2 separate regions of the Mus musculus genome follow, and region 2 is linked to region 1. Evidence: chromatin contacts called from public HiChIP or PLAC-seq data. All regions are on one chromosome and are shown on one strand. The core of a region is the stretch at or near the end of the contact, and the rest is flanking DNA. Distances in the headings are between cores, read along the strand shown. Region 1 has its middle 70 kb from the start of Mgat5. Region 2 overlaps Mgat5 (mannoside acetylglucosaminyltransferase 5).

Region 1 (3,421 bases), core at 372-2,871:
GGTGGGGCAGTCTCTGGATGGTCATTCTTTCAGTCTCTGCTTCACACTTTGTCTCTGTAACTCCTTCCACAGGTATTTTGTTCCACCTTCTAAGAAGGATCAATATCCACACTTTGGTCTTCCTTCTTCTTGAGTTTTGTTTTGTTTTGTGTTGTTTTTTGTTTTTTTGAGACAGAGACTCATATAGCCCAGTGTGGTGGTTTGAGTGAGAATGACCCTTATATCCTTAGTTCCCAGCGAGTGGAGCTGTTTGGGCAGGATTAAGAGGTGTGGCCATGCTGAGGAGCTCACTGGAGGGTGAGTTTTGAGGTTTCAAAATCTCTCTTTGCCTCCCACTTGTAGATTATGATGTAAGCTCTCGGCTTTTGCTTCAGCATCATGACTGCCTGCCTATCTACTGCCACACTCTTCTCATGACCGTCATAGACTCACCTCTGAAATTGTAAGCCCCAATAAACTCTTTTTTCTATAAGTTGCCTTGGACAAGATGTCTTTTCACAGCAATAGAAAAGTAACTAAGACCCAGGCTGGCCTAAAACCCAATATGAAAAGATGATCCTGTTCTTACTGCTTCACCTCCCATGTGCTGGGACTACAGGTGGATCACACCTGGTTTGTGTGGAGCTGGGGATGGGACCCAAATCTGTTCATGCTAGGCAAGCACTCTACCAACTGAGCTAGCTACCTGTACATTCCTACTTAATCTTTGAAGGTTGCCATAACGTCATTTCTCTTGAAGGCTGTGGTTTCTTTAGTCTGCTTCCGGTTTCTATAATGTGTCCAGGCTATGGTGGCTGACTCAGGCAAACTCTTGGGAGGCTAGGCAGGACAGTGGCAGAAGGAGAGGGAGAGGGAAAGAAGAGGATGGAGATGGAAAAGGGGAGGGAGGAAAGAGAGAGGGAAGTGAGAGATGGAAGAGGGAGGAGAGGGGAGGGAGAAGGGAAAGAGGGAGTGGTAAAGAGGGGAAGAGAGAGGGGAGAGGGGCAGGGAGAGGGGTCGAGGGGGAGAGGGAGAAGCAGGTCCCTTGTGAACTACCAGGTTCAGCTTAATTGATTTCTTTTTAGAGCAGTAATAAAATGTGATGTCTCAAGTCTTGTTGACAACAAGAATTCCACTTCCCTCTTCTAGTTGTGAAAGGTTTGTACCCCAATTGTTAACTTCCTTTCAAAGAAGCCCTCCCACTGGAATATTTTAAAAGAAGGAAGTCTGATGTGTTCTTCCCTGACAGTGGATGTTTTCCTCCTTCTCTTAGTCCCCAGAAAGCCTAGGCCGGTTCCTAAGCCACATCACTTCCGGGAACCCCTGCCCTATAAATGCTGCCTCCACTCGACAGTAGCAGCAGAGTGCAGAAGACCCCCTTCTTGGCACTTCCCCTTCCTGCCATTTCTCATAGCTGCTCCTTGGACTGCCTGGATGGTTCTACCTTCCCTGGTTGGGGCAGGGGTGGGGATGGGGGAGGAAATGATGGGTTAGGAAGAGAGACTTCTTGGGCTGAGCCACCCCTTACCCCTGCTTCCTACACCCCCCACCCCCAAGTACTTGATCTGGTCTGTGGTGTGTCTGTGATCACATAGAAGGCTGCTTAAGCCTTCACGGAGAGGAGTGACATGCCTCAGTTCCTAATTTTGATCCTCAACTCATGTCCTTCTTGACAGAGAAACAGGAACTACAACTCTAAGAGGACCATTTCTTTAGAGCATGTTGGGAAGGGTGCCTCCTGCTGGTGTGAAGTGTAGCAGTCACAGAGAGAAGCCCCTTCAAACCTCCTGGCCCCCAGACACTGGCCACAGCAGTTTCCCTTTGTGTTTCCTGCCCTCAGCTCTCCCTCTCTGTCTCTGAAGGCAGCCACCCCCTGACCTAAACATACAGGATGAAACGGTCCACAGTGTGCCCTGATGTGGGTTTTTTCTGCTCACATGAGATCTATCACTGGTTCACCTGCCAGGTTTATCCAAAGATTATTATTTCTGTCATTCTGGCATAACTATTGTCTCAAATGCATGGAATCCCAGAGATGCCAAGTCATTCAGATGGCATGGTCCTTCTAGCCTATCTTAATGACGTAAAATTGCTCCCTAAATAGGACAATTATCTATCCCACAAAGAGGACTATTCTTTTCTAATATATTCATGGTGATGTCAGAACCCTTCCCTTATTCCTCTCCTGCCCTAGTCCTCCTTCTAGATGAAAGAATATTCTGGACACTGGATCACTTAAACTTCTTAGTGGGGTCCTGAGCTCAGGTGTCAGTCCTTGGGCAGGTGTTCCTTACTCCTTTAAAATACCTAAAGGAACTCTTCCCTGCTAGTGAGTCCTTGGGCTGGAATTCATTGCTCTCTCTCTCTCTCTCTCTCTCTCTCTCTCTCTCTCTCTCTCTCTCTCTCTCTCTCTCTCTCTCTGTGTATGTATGTAATATATGTGAGTATGTGCATATTTATGTACATGCCAGAAGCTATCCTCAGGGGCAATCTAGCTCAGTTTTCTTCTAGGATCAAAACACCTCCTTCTGTAGCAATGCTCCTTAAGACAAAATGGTAAACAACTCAGATAGCTTCAGGGAAATCCCTGAAACAGACCAGATTCACTAAGCTCCACCCTCCCCAGGGTAAACAACAAAGATTACTGAAAGTCACTGATAGACAGGACAAGCTGCAAAGGCAGAGACTAGCCCAGCTGTCTGGAAGAAGCAGAGACCAGCCCTGCTGTCTGAAAGGGGCTCAGGCCAGCTTAGCCACCTGGCAGGGACACTCTCCAGCCTATTGAGCTGCCCACGGGCTGTGCAGTGTGCTCCAGATTTCCAGCTTTTGTGAGTTGTCACCCATGCTGGGGTGGGCTTTGGTGAAGCAGCTGTATTGGAGTCATTTATACTCCTGGAAGTAATCCCTCATCCATATTCCTGTAAGTAACCCCAATACAACTTATGGGTTCATCAAGTTGGACTTTGGTGGTAACTGTACTTTGGTTCTGTTATGGGCTGTTTTGTTCATGTCTTGGGTCAACGTATGTGTAAAGTCTATCACACAACAATCTTGCTTTTAAAGATGAAGTCTCTCATATTTCCCTGATTTGACTAGGCTGGCTGGGTAGAGACCCTAGAGATCTGCCTGTCTCTACCCCCTCAGCCTGAGATTATATCCACATACCATGACGACAGGCTTCTTTATACAGATCCTGGTGACTGACCCCAGGTTCTTTTTTTTTTTTTTCCCATTTTTTATTAGGTATTTAGCTCATTTACATTTCCAATGCTATACCAAACGTCCCCCATACCCACCCACCCCCACTCCCCTACCCGCCCACTCCCCCTTTTTGGCCCTGGCGTTCCCCTGTTCTGGGGCATATAAAGTTTGTGTGTCCAATGTGACCCCAGGTTCTTATACCTGTGCAGCAAGCACGTTCCTGACTGTTTCATCTCATCAA
Region 2 (3,421 bases), core at 631-3,130, 320 kb before region 1:
AGACTCAGGCACAGCTTTCATCATTTATGATGTCTTGTCTCTGGGGTCTGATGTTCTCCTCTCTCCTCTCTCTTCCCTCTCTCCTCCCTCTCTCCTCTTTCTTCTCTTCTCCTTCTTCTCCTTCTCCTCCTTTTCCTTCTCCTCCTCCTCCTCCTCCTCCTCCTCCTTCTTCTCTCTCTCTCTCTCTCTCTCTCTCTCTCTCTCTCTCTCTCTCTCTCTCTCTCCCTCTCCCCCCACCCTCTCTCTCTCTGTATGTGTGTGTGTGTACATACCCCTACAGTGACTAGGTCAACCTTGGGTGTTGTTCAGGCACATCTAATTGTGTTTTTGAGACAATGTCTCTCATCAGCTTGGAACTCACAAAGAAAACTAGACTCCCAGGGATCCACCTGTCTCTGCCTCCTCAGTTTTGGAATTTTAAGAGTCTGCAATCATGCCTAGCCTCTTACTGAGTTCTAGGGAACTAGTGTGTATGGCGAGTGCTTTACTATTGACTAAGCCACGTCTCTAACTCTGAGGCTGATGTTCTCCAAGTAATCACTGGACACAGTTCCTTCGCTCTTCACCAGGTACAGTGGAGAGGCGAGCAAGCACTCCCCGTGGCCTCCTCACTCATTCTAGCTGTTAGATGGGATTAGACCAGGACACCCAGGATCATGAGAAGCAGAGTTAGGGTGGGAGTTGGAGGCTTTGCTCAAAGGACAGGAGCTCTCTGTGTGAGCATGAGAACCTGTGTGGAACTCCTCCACACACGCCAAAGATGCAGGGTGGGCATGACATCCCAGAGCAAGCTGGAGAGCCGGAGTGGTCAAATCAGTGAGCTCTGAGTTCAGGGAAAGACCCTGGCTTAGTGGATAAAGTGGAGATGGAGGGAGGAAGACCCCACACTCACTTCAACCTCTGGCCTCCACATGCATGTCTGTACACGTGTGCATACCTTCATGTGTGCATGCATGCACACACAGGAGGACCATATGCACACACAAACCCAGAAGCATAAAAGAGATACTCACCTCTCTCAGTGTTGGCTTGCCAATGAAGAAGTCTGTGTTTTTGCTGCTTTTGGGAGGGTTGAACTTGGGGTTCAGGAAAGCACATCCATTCGCGATGGCCTCCAGGGGAGCTGGGCCTTCATAAGGGAATCCGAGCCCAACGAACAGCTGTAAGACAGGAAAAGACATCACATGGAGATACCAGTCAGACTGCCTCTCAGCTCCTGCGGTCTGTTTCTGTGGCTGCCTCTGATGTTTTGCAGGGGTCTTAGATCTCCAGGTGGGTGACTTGCGACAAAGAGAAGGGGCGTATACCAGGATATGCAGAATAACATGTGCAAGGGCCTGCAAAGGAACTTGCCTTGTTCCCATCTCCTTTTCTGATGTGAAAAAAAAAATGTCAGGGACTGAGGGGCAGGGAGGGCAAGAGTGTAAATCAAAACCAACAATAAAACCCAGGACCCAACAATCCTCTTTCTGTCACTCAGCAGGCGACATAACTAGAAAAACACTTGCTTAACTAAACAGAAGGTTTCTTCACTCAAGCAGGGAACAACAGGCTCTTTCAGGGACTCTGGGGGCCAGGAACAGAAAGGTCACTTGGCGGTTTGATTACAGTTCAAATGAAACTGCTTTCGACCTTGGGAGGTCAGTAAACATGGGTTTTATGATAGCGTTCTCACTGGGGACACCACTAGCTGGCTGGTTTTGCTTTTTCTTCTGTGGGAGCAGAGGTTTCAAACTGCAATTTCCCAGTTTCCCTCCCAAGCTAGCAAAACCTCAAGTTTCCCTAGATGGACGGTAGATGGCAGCAGAAACAAGCTAACGGTCCTTAGAAAGCCCACAGTGGCCCGAAGCTGCTGGGACAAAGGGATGCTCAGGCAAGGGTCTGTAAGGTGCACAAAATGCAAGTCTCTGTGCATACCAGGTACAGGGGACAGTGTGCTGTGAGTGGCAGTCACCAGGCAGGGTCCAATCCTGGCTCTCTATGCCCACACGCAGAAGCCAAGTCTTAAACACACCAAGTGACAAGGGGACATGGGTGTCTCGTGCCTGGTGGGTGTGAGGTAGGGTGGCAAATGCTGAGGTTCCTTGCTCTCTCGTGTTCAGAAAGACCCAGGTCATTTCCACCAAGTAATGTAGCCATTCAGGCTGGAATGAAGATATTTTAGAGATAAAGAGACATTAGTGCCCCTCCCTTTGGCAACCAGACATAGAAACCAGGAGCCCCACGGAACTGGGATTTCCCCTGAGTCTCACACTGGGAGAAGAGTTGTCTGGTGCTGGCCTGGCAGGGGTGGTAGTGGTGGGAACACTGCTTGTCCTCGCTGTGTCAGAACTCCAAAGATGAACTTGGGAGGCACTAGACCTCTTTCTTTGTTTCTCTCCCCAGTGTGGCTACAATGTAACTCTCTTTGCTCTTCACTGCCATTGACCTCTTTTGTTGACCCATTGAGGAAACATGGCTGAGCCTGCCGTGCATGTTAGGGCTGCCAGGGCCCAGACCTGACCCTAACAGCTGCGGACACAGGACTGCATCAGGCACTCTGGCTCTTTTCGACTCTAAGAAGAAGGTGCTAGGCAAGACAGGCAGGGTCTTGGCAGGTTTAAGGAGAGATGCTGGAGCCCAGAGTGTTTCTCCACCTCTGAGCATTGTGTCTGCCAAGGAGTGCTGATAGCCTCCTTAACCCTACACTGTCATAAACAACCCTGGGAGAGATGGGAGCAGCACATGCCTTAGCCATTCCAACAGAGAATCCTGGTGGGCCATGTGATCTCCTTTTAGATCAACCAATCTGAATCTACTAAATAAAGGATGAGCGGCTATTGCTTGATGAACTCAAATGTGACCTAAGTTTAATTATATCTGAATAATAATTTGCACCAACTCCTAGGCCCTCCTGGCCCAGAGTATCTCAGTACACATAAACACTTGAGGGGGCTGGGGAGACAGCACAGTGGGCAAAGAAGTGCTTGCTGTGCAAGCATCAGCAACCTGAACTCAGATCCCCAGAGCCCGACAGAGCTGGATGCAGGAGCATGTATGTGCAATCCCAGGCTCCTACAGTGTGATGGGAGAATCCTTTGGAGCCTGAAGGCTAGCTTGTTGGGCATACGCAATGGTGAACAGTAGCCACCCCATTTCAAACAAGATTGGGGAGGAGAATGAAGACCTGAAGTTTTTGTCTGATGTTCACATGCACAGTGTGGCATTCATGTAGCTGCTTTCATATATGCGAACACACACACACATATGCATACATACATGCAGCACTAAACACTTTGCAACAGCTCCCCAAGCCTCAATCACCATCTGTCAAGGACTCTTAAGCAAACGCCACACCATTTCTTAGCAATGAGTTTTCTTGTCACACTAGTTAAGGTGACATGCACTGACGTATGTCCTTGAAACACTGAAATAACAGTTT

What was found. HiChIP or PLAC-seq counts read pairs in DNA pulled down with a chosen protein or histone mark.
Region 2: a contact with region 1 is called in an H3K27ac HiChIP or PLAC-seq map of T-cell acute lymphoblastic leukemia, with 7 times the contacts expected there. The contact joins two enhancer-like sites. A contact is called at or near these places in 2 of 484 Hi-C or Micro-C datasets (bone marrow-derived macrophages and cortical glia), 1 of 115 datasets of contacts at active chromatin or transcription factors (T-cell acute lymphoblastic leukemia) and 1 of 9 other capture datasets (embryonic stem cells).

Annotation. Positions count from the first base shown.
Region 1 is chr1:127,133,696-127,137,116 of GRCm38.p6, reverse strand. No RefSeq gene overlaps it. Among named protein-coding and RNA genes, the nearest start is that of Mgat5, 70 kb to the left of the region's middle. Within about 2 kb of position 1,621, at least 18 of the 459 cell types and tissues checked have an H3K27ac peak or open chromatin away from gene starts, as enhancers often do. A contact at or near this core is called in T-cell acute lymphoblastic leukemia and cortical glia, where this site is marked.
Region 2 is chr1:127,457,575-127,460,995 of GRCm38.p6, reverse strand. Mgat5 (mannoside acetylglucosaminyltransferase 5) reads right to left here. Exons shown (of 18, transcript NM_145128.3): 14 at 1,014-1,160. All of the region lies in intron 2 of Gm41947 (a long non-coding RNA gene), which reads left to right. Among named protein-coding and RNA genes, the nearest start is that of Gm41947, 20 kb to the left of the region's middle. Within about 2 kb of position 1,880, at least 44 of the 459 cell types and tissues checked have an H3K27ac peak or open chromatin away from gene starts, as enhancers often do. A contact at or near this core is called in T-cell acute lymphoblastic leukemia and cortical glia, where this site is marked.